Linked DNA regions of Ovis aries: region 1 is linked to region 2. Evidence: chromatin contacts called from public Hi-C data. All regions are on one chromosome and are shown on one strand. Each heading gives the region's core, a stretch centred on a gene start, on an enhancer-like site or on the middle of the called end of the contact. The rest is flanking DNA. Distances are from core to core; before and after follow the strand shown.

Evidence for each region. A called contact is a pair of places that touch in the nucleus more often than the background predicts.
Region 1: a contact with region 2 is called in a Hi-C map of liver, with 7 times the contacts expected there. The contact joins two enhancer-like sites. A contact is called at or near these places in 9 of 16 Hi-C or Micro-C datasets (blood, liver, mixed tissues and 2 more).

Annotation. Positions count from the first base shown.
Region 1 is chr3:136,620,948-136,624,606 of ARS-UI_Ramb_v3.0, forward strand. It overlaps FMNL3 (formin like 3), which reads left to right. Exons shown (of 26, transcript XM_004006377.5): 26 at 827-1,746. The coding sequence ends at 915. PRPF40B (pre-mRNA processing factor 40 homolog B) reads right to left here. Exons shown (of 24, transcript XM_060412657.1): 23 at 3,470-3,647; 24 at 2,251-3,357. The coding sequence ends at 3,293. Among named protein-coding and RNA genes, the nearest start is that of PRPF40B, 21 kb to the right of the region's middle. Within about 2 kb of position 2,139, at least 10 of the 54 cell types and tissues checked have an H3K27ac peak or open chromatin away from gene starts, as enhancers often do.
Region 2 is chr3:136,521,439-136,524,776 of ARS-UI_Ramb_v3.0, forward strand. No RefSeq gene overlaps it. Among named protein-coding and RNA genes, the nearest start is that of TMBIM6, 24 kb to the right of the region's middle. Within about 2 kb of position 1,988, at least 3 of the 54 cell types and tissues checked have an H3K27ac peak or open chromatin away from gene starts, as enhancers often do.

The sequences.
Region 1 (3,659 bases), core at 889-3,388, 100 kb after region 2:
CATGGGGCCTGACTACTGTCTCTCTCCTGGGCCACAGTGCTGAAGAGTGTCCCTTTCACGGCCCGTACTGCCAAGCGGGGCTCACGCTTCTTCTGTGATGCAGCCCACCATGATGAGTCAAACTGTTAACCCCCAAGGCTGGGGCCCTTGACAGGTACTGGGCACCACAGCTGCCCTCTGCATGCCCACCTCCCAGCACTCCTGCTGGGACCCACAGGCACCTCCTCTCCTGCATGATTTGGAACCATCCTCTGGCAGCCTCGTGGTGACAGGGGACACATACTTCTTCCCTTGCATGCCCCGTGCTCTGAGAAGCATGACTGATCCCCTGCATGTACCCTCAGGGAAGTGGTGCTCTCCCACTAATGCTGTCCTGGCTTCTACTAAGACCCAAGGGGTAGGGAGCTGCCCAAATAGGCAGGACCAGGCGCCACCTCTGATTACTGAGGCTGAGCAGCTCCAGTCCTGGGCCTGGGTGTCCGTTGTCCTTGCCTCTTCAAATGAGCTCTGGCAGTGGCTTCTGTCCAGGGACATCAGATGACCCTTGACCTGTTTCCTGATATCCAATCTGCCTGGGGTCTCTTACCAGGTTCTAGCTCTTGCTGAGTCCACCTTGTTTCTGCCATTCCCTAGTGACCTCTAGTACCCCTGCCTGTTGTTCTGAACATGCAGAGTCCACCCTGACTGTTCACTCCAGCCTCTTTTAATCTCACTCATTAGCCTCACGGCTGGCTCTTTGCTAGACTTGCCTGTGGGGCTGGGCCTACAGATGGTGGGCCTGGCCCAGCCTCCCTGCCTGTTCACAGGCCTCTTGTCTTCCCCACAGGCCTCCACCAGCAGCCCCTCGTTGTTCGCCCACCAGCCAGGAGTGCTGCACCGCCTGCTGGCCCCCCTCGGGCTCCAGGCCCCCACTGAGACCCTCCTCAAAGCAGAAGCACTTCAACCCTCGGAGTCCTCCAAGTCCAACCAGTGCACCTGAAGCCCTGGAACTGGCCAAGGGCCCAGCAGAGGGCTATGCTGCTCTCAGTCCATCCCAGCTCTCAAAGCTGGAGCTTGCCTGCCGCCTCTGTGGGCACTGGGTCTTTCAGGGCCTGGCACTTCCAGCACTGCACTTTGCTCCCAAGGTCTTCAACTTCATTTCCTCAAGAGCCAGCTCAGGGCTAGAAAAACCATTTCCAGCTTTAAGCTAGGCCTCAGGCACCTAGGCCCCCCGTCACTAGAGCCAGAGGGAAGAGAAGAGAAAGCAATTATCCCTTCTTTTTTCCCTTTACTTTGTGAGTCCCAGTGGTCAGCTGTGATCTAGGAGTGTCCAAGCTTAGCGAGCCCTGGACCCTGCCAGCCTCAGATCTCCTTCTACTAGGAGCAAGGCTCTCCTAAGCCTGGGCCCGCCCAGCTGTGCCCTAGTGATAAGGGGAGAGGAGCGAATCCACGCTCCCTGCCCGTGGCCCTTTGCAGTCAAGGTTGACTCTCTTTGCTAATGTGAGCAGAGGGGTCATTTCCTCTTCCCCAGCCTGGAGACAGCAAGAGAAAGGAGGTGCCAACAGCATCCTCACTTTTCCCCAGCTAGGTTTTGCTGGCAGGGGGCAGGGTCATGGTGGTCTCAGCTGTTTTCTCCATCCCCTGCCAGTTTCTTCTCAGTACCTGAAGGGAACACAGGGGCCCACTCCTTTTTGTACATGTACCATTTCTTCTTTCTTGTACATAAACCCCAAACCTTCCTTCTCTCAACAAAGGCTTGAAATACCAGGCCTGACTCTGTCTCCTTTTTCTGAGCATAGGGGCTACATTGGCCATTTAGGCTGACCTAAGCCACAGGGGGGCTTCCCTGGTGGTTCAGCGGTAAAGAATCTGCCTGCAATGCAGGAGATGTAGGTTCATTCCCTGGGTGGGGAAGATCCCCTGGAGAAGGGCATGGCAACCCATTCCAGTATTCTTGCCTGGAGAAGCCCATGGACAGAGGACCCTGGCAGGCTGCAGTCCATAGGGTCGCACAGAATTGGACACGACTGATGTGACTAAGCAGCAGCAAGCCACAGAGACAGACAGGAGGCTGGGCCAAGCTGCCACGCTTGGGGGAGGTGACTGCAGAAGCCTGGGCAAGGAGAACCTGTTTAGATGGGCTCCAACCTCACAAAGGGAGGCAGGCCACCCATGAGGCACCAGTGCCCCCTGCTGGCCACGCGTGTACCTGTCTGGTCCCCAACCTGCCCCTGGTACCAAGCCCACGGACAAGACAAAAGAGCCACTGGCCACGTTATAAATATTGTCATTTAAAAAACAAAACCAAAACACACATACAGTGGGCCCCAGGGCTGGAGGAAGGAGTGGTGGAGCCCCAGGGCCTCGGGAGGTGGGAGCAGGCCCTGATGCTAGCGGCTAAGGACCCGGCCCTGCCACCCAGGCTGTGTCTACCAGCCTGCCACTTGTTCTGGGAGCCCCTTCTCACATTTTATCCTCTGGCACCACCCGCCCACATGGCCTTCACCACAATCGCTGGTCTGAGACTGAGGGCAAGGACTGCACTAGTTGTCCGGGAAGTTGAGGGGACCCTTGACCACCACAGGCACCTTGGGAGATGCCAGAAATGGTGGGTTGGGGTTGGGGATACTTGAGAAAAGGTGGACACAGACCCAACTAAGGATGAAGCCTGGGGCAGACAGCGAGGGTGAACTCAGCCACAGCCTCACGCAGACCCGAGGCACGGTGGCATCAGGTCACTGGTGGTCGTCCAGCTGCTGCAAGAGCGTCCGCCGCCGTCTTTCCAGCTCACCCTCGCTCAGCTCGCTTTCTGACGTGTCCCAGCCCGTCTGGTGGAGTAAAGGCACAGCTCACCCACGGCTTCCCCGAGGGCCTGCGCAGAGCGCTGACCAGGTGGGGGCCGGGTGCCTGCCTCTCACCTTCTCCTTTTTGATTCCAAAGGCTGGGGAGCGATTAGGGAGCTCTGCCCGCCGGAGGTCCCTGTCCTTGTCCTGTTCTGGTTCTTTCTCATCACTCTCCTTGGCAGCTTTCTCCTCAGGGTCTGTCTCACTCTCGGGACTGTTCTGTAAGAGCCCAGAGCCCGCCTCCTCAGTTCCTGTGGAGGATGGCCCGGGAGGCGGGTGAAGACATGAAGATATCTCATAAAATAGCAGAGCCTTGGACGCAAGTTCCTTCTCTACGCACCGACTTGTGTCTTCTCTTCTTAGTTTTCTTTTTTGGTTTCTTGGCTTTCCGAAGACCATGATCTGGAGATGGAAAAATCCCCACTAAGTCCCATGGGAAAAGGGAGGCCTCATCCTTTTCTCTGCATTCTTCACAGGCAGGGACCTGTCTGAGGAAGTCTCAGTCCAGTCCTCCTTCCTTCTCTCCGCTTCCCGCCTGGGCAGGGATGGGAAGTTCTTACTCTCTGACAGGTGCAGCCCTGCCCACCACCTCCACCCTTAGGGGTGGGGCTCCCCTAAGGCCTCCCCTCCAGCTCCCAACTACTTACCTGATCCGAGGAGAAGGCGAGAGGAGGGGGAACCCCGTCCTCCAAGGGCAGCACCCCCACTTTCAACAGAATCAAGTGAGGAAGAGGGCTCAGAGCCCGACTCCGAGGGGTTCCGTCGCCTCCGCTTGGGGGGCCGGAGAGAGGGCGGGGGCAGCTCCTCGTCTCCTGACTCAGAGCCCTAGGTAGATGA
Region 2 (3,338 bases), core at 738-3,237:
GATCCCTAGGTCACAGGGAGAGGCCTGAACTGAGGCCAGAGAAATGGAGTCCAGAGCCAAGGTCATCTCCAGAACTGACTGCGCCCCATTGTAACCTTGCCAAAAGACCCTTGACCCTTACTAACCAGCCAAAAGCCCCTTGATCCTTACTGACCAGCTTCCTGTCCCCAAACTAGGTGAAAATGCCCACCCTGCTACTCACCCTATAGCACCCTAACCAACCACCTAATGCCACCCTTCCAGCAGGAATTTTCTTTGTCTTGAGTTTGTACAGATTGGCTACTAACCCACGAAAAGAACCGTCGGCTTTCCCCGGCTCACTGCCTTTGCAGCACCTTCATTATCTCTGCTCCTTGCTCTTTATACGCTCGCTCCCTTCTCAAATGCTCTATGTCTCGAAATTCTTTTCCAACCTGCCCTCAGACTGCCGCTCCCGGAATGTTTAAAGGGGCTGGATCCAGGGACATCCCTTGTGGTCCAGTGGTTATGACTCTGCCTTTCTACTGCAGGGGATGTGGGTTCGATCCCTGGTCAGGAAACTAAGATCCCACATGCTGCAGGGTGTGGTCAAAAATTTAAAAAGAAAAAAAAGGTTATGTCCATGGGGAGTTTGCTGATGAAGAGCCATGAGCTCCAGAAGATCCAGTGGAAGGGTTTCAGGAGACAGGAACAAAGCAGGGCATGTGAGGATCAGAATGAGAGCCAAAGGGTCATCTCATGTCAGGGGGAGTGACTATAGAATATGGTGGATGTGTTTATCAAATTACCACAGAGGGACCCTTTTGTCACTGTAACCTTTTATATGTTTTGAATTTCATATCCTGTGAATGGAGAAAGTAGTGACAATGTGGAATGGTCATTGCAGACAGAAGAGAGGAGTGAGGCTAAAGCCAAGTCAAGATTTTTCAAAGGAGACTGGAGCCCAGTGGAGGCTGAGAATCAGAAAAATCCAGTGGCAAAATTGGGGGTTTTGTGTTTTCTGTTTCTTCTCTTAGCAGAGTGCAGACGCCTGGTTCTAGGATGAAAAAGGAAGATTGTGAGCTTAGTGCAAGGATGGGCTTTGTTGAGGTGGCTGGTCAGGTCATCCGCCACAGGCTCCAGCTTGAGCAATAATAATATATAAGAGCAAACACCTCCACAGCATTTACAAAGTGCCAGGCACCGTTGGAAGTGCTCACACATCTTCACCACAACCTTTTAAGGTAGGGGTTTTTCCCCCCATTTTAAAGAGAGAGTAAGGCTCAGAGAGCTTAAGTGAGTTGCCCAAAGTCAAAGCTTGTCTAAGGAAGACCTGTGATTCAAACCCAGGCAGTCCAGCTCCAGAGTCCACACAAACACAAAGAGGTTGATGCCAGGCAAGCACTGAAAGAGCAAAGTGGAATAAGAGTTAAGGGAGGAGTTAAGGGGCAGGACTGGAGTTTCAGTGCATCCAGAGCGGGAGCTGGGATGATGTGAGCGATGGTCTGAGACTGGAAGACTGGATTTCTGTACGGGGTTTTGTACTCTGGGGCTGGCTGCGATGAGCCAGAGGTGAAAGCCTTGGGAGGGTGAAGATCCACGAACCGGGGAGCGGGTGGTTCGGGGAGTAGGTGGTGGAGAACCACTCACAGGAGCACAGTTGAAGACAGATCTCTAATGAGTGCGGCGGATGATTCCCGCCGGAGAGTGAGCCTGCAGAGGAGTCTGGGCCGCGGGCAGCTGAGGCCTAAGGCGGCAGAAGCCACCAGGAGATCGGGTTTCTGTCATTGACTCGTGGAAAAGCTAGCAGGATAGCACTGGGGGCCTTCTCTAAGGCAGAAGCACTCCAGGGAGTTAAGAGCCTCATGTTTAGGTTGGCCTCATCTGTGCTTTGTGTGAGATTCTTCAACTTCAAAAAAATCCTTTCCTACCCAACAGTTGGAAAATACATGGCCACCAGGTGGCGCCCAGGCGGCAGCGCCCATCTGAGAGGTTTGCGGGCCTGAAGGGCCACCGTGTGGCGAGAAGAGGAGATGCAGGGCGCCTCCCTTCATCGATGACCGTACACAAGGAACCTGGTATCTCCTCGCACCTACTGCATGCGTTGCACAAAGTACAGAGAACAGGAATACGTGGACTTGGATGGACATAAACTGTCAGAGTCTGTTTGCCCTGAACCCCCCCCCACCCCCCGCCAAGTCCGCCCCGACCTGGGACTCGTGGTGGGCGTTTTCCCCACAGCCAGTCCCAAGGCAGGCAGCATTGGCCAAGGACAGAAGGGACTCTGGGCTTCATTTGCCTCTCTCTTCTTGCCCCTTCTGAAGTCAGGACACTCAGCTGGGGCCCTTCCTCCCCACGCCATGCCTCCCCTTTCACTCTATTTCTGCATCCACCCGCACTGTCATTCACTCAAGGAACATTCACTGGACCCTTAGTAGGTATGAAGCAATGAGCTAGACCAGCGACCCAGGGATGAACATGGCAAGCCCCAGCCTTCAGGACTCAGTTCTGGTGGGTGATGCCAGTGATGCCAGTCACCAGGTGACGGATCATAGGGGGACGTGGAGAGTGCTATGATGGAGGGTGCCCAGACGCTTAGAGGGGGCTAAAACCCAGTCCTGGGGGTTCAGAGAAGGCTTCCTAGATGAGGTAAGAAAACTAAGGCCTGCAGGGTGGGTGTGATGAATCAGGCAGAATGGATGGGGATGAAAGTTCTAAGCAGAAAAATAGAAATACCAAGGCCTGTCAGTGAAGGATCAAATGGAACATTCTAGCGTAAGTTTGAGTTTACTATGCCTAGAGCACTAAAAGATGAGAGGACAAAGGTAAGCAGGAAGCTCGAATGGATGATGCAAAGTTTGGACTTTATCCTGACAGCAAAAATGAGTCACTGAAAAGTTCAGTGTTCACCATCAGAAGGATTCATCTAGAAACAGTGTGCAGAGTGCACGGGAGAGAACCAAGACTGGGAACTAGGAGGCGGGTAAGGAGGCTGGAGCAATACTCCAGGCGAGATTCAGTAGGGCCTGAACCTAGGCCGCAGGGGTTCGGTTAGAGGGCAGATTAAAAAGATTTCCACAACCTCCTTAAGGTTGCCGGACTTCCGCTGGGGTCACTCAACCTTCATAAAATATTGCCTTTGAGATCCACCTGAGTTGTATGTATCTATGGTTTTTCCTTTTCTTATTTTTTAAATTATGGAAATATGATAACATATTTTTATATTTTATCATATAAAATAATATGATAACATTATTTTACAGGAAATATTACTTTATCTTATCTCCTCACTTGCAGGAGACTTGGAAAATATAGAACAAAGTTACATATAGTTCCACTATATATTACAATTGTTTAAGTAGATAAATTAAGATTTTTAG